2 separate regions of the Mus musculus genome follow, and region 2 is linked to region 1. The links are chromatin contacts, called in public Hi-C maps. All regions are on one chromosome and are shown on one strand. Each heading gives the region's core, a stretch centred on a gene start, on an enhancer-like site or on the middle of the called end of the contact. The rest is flanking DNA. Distances are from core to core; before and after follow the strand shown. Region 1 overlaps Evpl (envoplakin). Region 2 overlaps Rnf157 (ring finger protein 157).

Evidence for each region. Hi-C and Micro-C count contacts between places; a contact is called where the count stands out from the background.
Region 2: a Hi-C map of neural progenitor cells shows a contact between it and region 1, with 4 times the contacts expected there. The contact joins two enhancer-like sites. A contact is called at or near these places in 2 of 39 promoter capture datasets (the C10 cell line and liver), 15 of 484 Hi-C or Micro-C datasets (the P5424 cell line, bone marrow-derived macrophages, brown adipocytes and 8 more), 4 of 115 datasets of contacts at active chromatin or transcription factors (bone marrow-derived dendritic cells, double positive thymocytes, embryonic stem cells and 1 more) and 1 of 9 other capture datasets (liver).

What each region holds. Positions count from the first base shown.
Region 1 is chr11:116,218,467-116,221,679 of GRCm38.p6, reverse strand. It overlaps Evpl (envoplakin), which reads left to right. Exons shown (of 22, transcript NM_025276.3): 22 at 1-1,121. The coding sequence ends at 925. It also overlaps the pseudogene Cdk3. Among named protein-coding and RNA genes, the nearest start is that of Gm33250, 5.2 kb to the left of the region's middle. Within about 2 kb of position 1,584, at least 134 of the 459 cell types and tissues checked have an H3K27ac peak or open chromatin away from gene starts, as enhancers often do. A contact at or near this core is called in embryonic fibroblasts, myocytes and neural progenitor cells, where this site is marked.
Region 2 is chr11:116,385,030-116,388,786 of GRCm38.p6, reverse strand. The region is part of intron 2 of Rnf157 (ring finger protein 157); the gene reads left to right. Among named protein-coding and RNA genes, the nearest start is that of Rnf157, 26 kb to the left of the region's middle. Within about 2 kb of position 1,251, at least 106 of the 459 cell types and tissues checked have an H3K27ac peak or open chromatin away from gene starts, as enhancers often do. A contact at or near this core is called in embryonic fibroblasts, myocytes and neural progenitor cells, where this site is marked.

The DNA of each region.
Region 1 (3,213 bases), core at 335-2,834:
AACCTCCAGCCCCTGCGGGGAGGAGTCTGTGCTCCTGGACCGCAAGAGCGGGAAGCAATACTCCATCGAGGCCGCCCTCCGCTGCCGCCGCATTTCCAAAGAAGAGTACCACAGGTACAAAGATGGCCGCCTCCCCATCTCCGAGTTTGCCCTGCTTGTGGCAGGGGAGACCAAGCCGAGTTCTTCACTCTCCATTGGGTCCATCATCTCCAAGTCTCCAGTCTGCTCCCCAGGCCCCCAGAGTACCGGCTTCTTCTCCCCAGGCCTCTCTTTTGGGCTCACTGAGGATAGCTTCCCCATCGCGGGGATCTACGATACAACCACAGACAACAAGTGTAGCATCAAGGCAGCTGTGGCCAAGAACATGCTGGATCCTATCACTGGGCAGAAGCTGTTGGAGGCCCAGGCAGCCACGGGAGGCATTGTTGACCTTCTTAGCCGAGAACGGTACTCCGTACACAAGGCGGTGGAGCGGGGACTCATTGAGAACACCTCCACTCAACGGCTGCTCAATGCTCAGAAGGCCTTCACCGGCATCGAGGACCCTGTCACCAGGAAGAGGCTGTCGGTGGGTGAGGCCATCCAGAAGGGCTGGATGCCCCAGGAAAGCGTGCTTCCCCACCTGCTGGTACAGCACCTGACTGGGGGCCTCATCGACCCCAAGAGGACGGGACGCATCCCCGTCCCTCAGGCTGTGCTCTGCGGGATGATCAGCGAAGACCTGGGCCAGCTCCTGCAAGATGAATCCGGCTACGAGAAGGATCTGACAGACCCCATCACCAAGGAGAGGCTGAGCTACAAGGAGGCCATGGGGCGCTGCCGCAAAGATCCTCTAAGTGGCCTACTACTGCTCCCCGCCATGCTAGAAGGCTATCGCTGCTACCGCGCGGCCTCCCCCACCCTGCCAAGATCCTGTGTGCGTTGATGAGGGGCTCTGCAGAGGGGGAGGGAGAATGCACACGTCACCTTGCCCTGGAGCTGCGTAATCCGAGGCAGCGGGTCCTCCTCCTGAGTGTCCACCTCACTGCGCAATCGTTTGTGGTGTTGGGCTCTGTCCCCAAATATGGGAAGTTCCGTTGTTCCTCCCCACCCCGTGCTTCTAATAAATGGATTATCTCTGTGCCGAGTCTCCTCTCATTTGGGGTTGCGGGGTCAGTGTGTCTGGGGTGTGAGCCCAGAAGCAGTACTGCTTGGGGATTCCCCCACCCCAAAGTATGTGTTGTGTGGGGTAGATGTGCCCAGCTCACCTGCCTGAGAAACAGAAGGTCATGAAAGGAGACCCTGGAAGCCCCATAGCCCCTCAGTTCCTGCCAGAACTGCCTCTAGCTCTCTGTGGAGAGCTTCCCTTTGTTGTCAGACCATGTCCCCCATACGAAGATTGACACCAAAAGCTCAGGAAGAAGTTACATTTATTTTCCATGTGTCACACAGAAGGACATCAACTGCCTATTTTTGATGACGCGACTACTTAGAACACCCTCAGGTGTTGTAACCACTCTTAGGATCAGAGAACTGCCCTGCCCCTCCTCCTGTTTAACTAGGTCCTCTGAACTGGAATTCAACTCTCCCAACAGCCTAAACCAAAAGACCAGCAGAGGGCACCCTCTCTCAGGGGCCATGCTCTGCAGCTGTGCAGTGAAGGCGAAGGGCTAGGGTCTCTTATCTAACCTGACACCTACTGTCTGGTCATTCAGAGGAGTTCTGTGCCCTGCCCCCAATTGGGCAGGGAGCACCTGCATGCCTTTCGAAAGTGCTCCATTAAATCCAACAAACAATACAGGAACTTGCCAACCTGTAGACGACATGAACCCAAGCCCCTCAGGGTCTGTTCTTCCCCAGAAAGGCAGAAAGGGAGGGAGGCAGCTGGCGAGGGTGTGAGGTGGTGGGCCCCACATACGTGTTCTCAGCGGGAGGAACGCCCTGCTGTACATTGTTGGGGTGCTAGGGAGTGTCCAGGAGAGAAGTAGGGATGGGCCAGGGCAGTCTTGGCTGAGATCCGCTGGCTGGGGTCATACTGCAGGAGTCGCTGGGGGAGGAAGGACAAGAGACTGTTGGGTGAAATCAGGGTAGAGAGGGAGTCCCTTCAACAGGTCCCAGGGGGAGGGAGAGCCATGCCTGAAAAGCAGGTCCCCCCCTCCCCCCAAACTGGAATTAGAGTTGACTATGAGACTCCTGGTATGGGTGCTGGGAACTGAACTCTGCAAGAGCAGCCATCTCTCCAGCCCCCAAATAGGGCCTCTTTGTTTGCCAGCACTGCATAGGCCAGGCTAGCTGACCTGTGAGCTCCAGGGATCCCCCTGTCTCAGGCCCCCATCCTGCCCTTGGAGCAGTGGAGTTACAGACTCCTGCTTCTGTGTTCAGCTTTAGGTACCATGACTGGGCCTCAAGAGCCTTACCCACTGAGCCACCCTACCCCCAGGCTTTGTGTGGTTCTGCAGATCTGAAGCCAAGCTCTCATGTTTATATGGCAAGCACGTTGCCAACTGAACCATCTTAGCCTGAGTTCCCCAGCGTTTAAGCCAGGTCTGGACGCTCCCAGAACTGAGGTTAAACAGTTAGTTTTTGAGTCCAGGCCTATGATTCATGGTTCCACCTGCTCCTGCTTGAGAACAGATGTCCAAAGAGTGCGCACTTGTGCTGGGGCAGGATAGACAGAACAAGTGGAGGAGGAGCTAACAGCCTAAGAGCAGGCCTATGCAGCTCACTCTCTGTAGTCACACACATAACCCAGGCAGGGTGCCAGGAAACAGCATTTGAAGGAAAAGTGGCTTTAGCAGGAAGTGCCTGCCATCCTGCTGGCGCTAGGTTGCTAGGCAGCACACATAGCCTTCTGGTGAGGTCACTTTGGCCTCGATGGCGGCCCTGCCCTTTCTTCCCTGGCCCAGCATGGGCAAACCCAGAAATGGGGACATCATGCTTGTGAGCAAACAGGGCTGGCTCTGAGGCCCAGGAGGCAGCTGAAGCATCATCAGTAGGGAGCCAGTGGTCCACAGGTAGGGAAGAGCTGCCCTGCACAGCCAGTCCTATGTGGAGACTGACCTGTGAGAGAGGTGCTATGGGGGACACTGAGGCAGGAGGAGGTGTGGCCTCTGCTCAGAGAACTGCTCCACCCAGATGGGGCAGGAAACCCACAAGAGAGTCAGACACAAAACAACAGCCAAGGCACAAAGCCAAAGCTAACTACTTTTGAGGAGTTTCAAAAGGGAGAGTGGA
Region 2 (3,757 bases), core at 2-2,501, 170 kb before region 1:
GAGCCACCATGAGGTTGCTGGGAATTGAACTCAGGACCTTTGGAAGAGCCAGTGCTCTTAACCTCTGAGCCATCTCTCCAGCCCCTAGAGATTTTTTTTCTAAATCATATTAAGTCAGCTATGGGGTTCATGCCTATAATGTGGTACTTCAGAAGCTGAGGTGGGAGGGGGTCAAGTCTGAGGCCAGTTTGGGTTATGTGGAGACACTTTCAAAAGCCAAAATAGGCCGGGCGGTGGTGGCGCACGTCTTTAATCACAGCACTTGGGAGGCAGAGGCAGGCGGATTTCTGAGTTTGAGACCAGCCTGATCTACAGAGTGAGTTCCAGGACAGCCAGGGCTACACAGAGAAACAAACCCTGTCTCGAAAAACCAAAAAAAAAAAAAAAAAAAAAAAAAAAAAAAAAAAAGCCAAAATAGTCCAGCAGTGATGTCTCATTTCTATATAACTCTAGCACTCTGGCCCAGTGATGGTGGCACTTTTAATCCTGGCACTCAGGAGGCAGAGGCAGGAGGATGTCTGTGACTTAAATTCTAGTCTGGTTTACCGAGTTCCAGGACAGCCAAGGCTACACAAAGAAACCCTCTCTTGAAAAGCAAATGAGCAAACAACCCTAGCACTTGGGATATTGAGGCAGGAGAATCATTGTGAGGCCAGTCCGGTCTATAACACGAGACACTGTCTCTAAAATAGAAAGCAGTGTACAGGATGAATGTAGCGTGCATCTCCCTCTCTCTACTCACATGTATTGAGCCCTTCCTAGCTCAGTTGTCTTAGGCAGTGTATGTGTGTTATCTCATCTTGTCTTCAGCCTAATGAGAACGGCGCTCATTCAGCAGGCGCACAGAGCCACAGAGTTGAATATTACCAAGCCTGCCAGGGAGCCAGTCAGCTTCTGACCTCACCGTGCTTCAGAGCCTCAGCACTCTGCTGTTGGGTCATGGTCAGGCACACCCAGTCTGTCCCACATTCTGCCCAGGAACCCTTGTGTGGATCACCAGGAGCACTTTGTAGGTTTGGTTGAGATCTAAAAGGGCTCAAGGATTGCTGTGCCCTCCTGGAGCATTCCCTCAGAGAGTAAGCATGTGGTGTGTAATTCCATCTGCTGAGCTGACCTCTGGCTTTGCCAGGGTGCTCTTTAGGTTTGATTGGGGGACATCCTGAAACTGAGAGTAGACACGGGGCTTTAGTTCTGTAGAACTGACTCGACTCTCAAGTGACAGCGCTGGGTGTCTGCTCGTGAGCATCAAGTTACAGAGCAGAGAAGACAGCCTTTTAAAGCCATCCAGCAGCAGGGGGCAAGAGCCACTCCTCTTTCCAGAGGGGGGAGGGGGAGGATGACAGAATGAGAACCGCATTGAAATTAATTGTCACATTGAGATATAAATGCCACAGACTTCCTGGCTCCCCGGGTCTGTAGGATTTAACAGGTATTTCCTGCCATCTTTTCCCAGTGGGCTGCAGAGAAGCCTTCCAGGCTAGGGATCGGCCCCCGCCCCCCCCCCCCCCCCCCGCCCTGCACACTGCCTCAAGGCAGACTGTTAGTCAGCTCTCAGGGTTGGATTTGCATGAATGAGTGTGTGGATGTCCAGAAAGGTGGCGGAAGAGAGTGGGAATCAGGGTTTAAAGTCTTATTTTTTATCTTGCCGTTAACCTCTGTGAGACCATGGAAGGTCTCAGATTGCACACTTATAAAGCAGGGATGGTGCTGACTTGAGAGGAGTGCAGTGCTTGGAAGATGCCTTCAGATTGCTGGATGAGAAGCAGCCTGGGACAGTGACAGCTATATTTGCCAGCCTCTCCTCCAGTTATCTCTTCAGCTGCTGCTCATTGTGGGCAGATGGACCATCCGTTGTGTCTTTACGTTATCGTTTATTGGCTTGTCTTTAGAGTGCTACATGTCAAACATACAGCCTCATGCATGGGAAGCAAGTCACCTACCGTTGAGCTCTGCACCCTTAGCATGTACGTTGGGTTCAAGGTATTGGTTGGTTTTTTTTTTTTGTTTGTTTGTTTGGTTGGTTGGTTTTGGCAGTGTTTTCCTACGTAGTGCAGACTGGCCCCAAATTCAAGATGCTTTTGCATTATCTGCATAGAGCTGGGGTTATAAATGCGCACCCCACTCCCAGCTTCTTCAGTGCTGTAGTAGGCGATGCCCTGGGCTTCCAAAGGCCTCTGGGAACCACAGCAAAGAAATACACAGTAGAGTCCATCCCGGTCCTGGAAAGTGCAGGCAGAGCAGCTGCTGGCCTCTCTGCCCCCTTGGTTAGAGTTAGTTTGCAGAAGAAAACCAGTGAAGCTCTAAGTTACTTAGTCAGTGGGAGCTGTCTCTGCCACACTGTCCTCTCGCTGTCCTCTCTGCTTGCGGCCAGGAGTCCATGTAACATTCCTCGAGTTCCTGGGGAAACTGCTGCATTTTAGCCAGTCCTGACAGTTCCCCTCATGCTGTGTTCTCTGAAGTGGTTTGTTTCATGCCTTGCCCCTCGTACACTCTGCAGCAAGGCCAATAAGAACCGAGGAGCACGTGTGTGCTTGGCTTCCCAGTCTTCTAGAGATGTGCCCAAAAGCTGTGCCAAATGCAGTGTCTGCAATTGTATGCTCTTATTAGCATGTGTGCAGGGGGATGCCCTGCCAAGCATCCTACCACTGAGCAGGCACATTATTTTGACAGACGTCTCAGGTGGCCCAGGCTGGCTTCAACCTTGCTGTGTAGCAGAGGCTTTGAACTCCTTCTGATCTTCACCTCTATCTTTCTTCCTTCCTTCCATTCTTTCTTTGTTCCTTCCTTTCTTTCTTTTTTAAGTGATTTTAAAAAAATTAGTGCTTTGTTTATTTTTATTTTATGTGCTTTAGTGTTTTGCCTGCATGTGTGTCTTCATTACAGTGCCAGATCCCCTGGAGCTGGAGTTGCAGACTGTTAGGAGCTGTAGTGTGGGTGCTGGGAATTGAACCCAGGTCCTTTGGAAGAGTAGCCATTGCTCTTAACTGATGACCCATCCATGTCTCCAGCCCTGCCTCTACTTTTCAAGTGCTGATTTTTAGAAGTGCCGTGACACTCAGCTAGAGACAAGGTGTACTGGCTGGTTTTGTGTCAGCTTGACACAGCTGGAGTTATCACAGAGACAGGAGCTTCAGTTAGGGAATGCCTCCATGAGCTCAGGCATTTTCTCAATTAGTGATCAAGGGGGAGGGCCCCTTGTGGGTGATGCCATCTCTGTGCTGGTAGTCTTGGTTCTATAAGAGAGCAGGCTGAGCAAGCCAGGGGAAGCAAGCCAGTAAGTAGCATCCCTCCATGGCCTCTGCATCAGCTCCTGCTTCCTGACCTGCTTGAGTTCCAGTCCCAACTTCCTTTGGTGATCAACAGCAATGTGGAAGTGTAAGCTGAATAAACCCTTTCCTCTCCAACTTGCTTCTTGGTCATGATGTCTATGTAGGAATAGAAACCCTGACTTAGACACAAGGTTTTTTCCTTTCTTTCTGTCTTAAGAAAAACAATTTTGGTGCCAGGCGTGGTGGCACACACCTTTAATCCCAGCACTTGGGAGGCAGAGGCAGGCAAATTTCTGAGTTTGAGGCCAGCCTGGTCTACAAAGTGAGTTCCAGGACAGCCAGGACTACACAGAGAAACCCTGTCTCAAAAAAGAAAAAAAAAAAAATCCCTGTCTCAAAAAAACATAAAAGAAAAAGAATAAAATGTTTTGCCAGCATGCCACACACACGTACGAAGGTGGAGGATGGTTTTCAGGAATTCCTCCTCT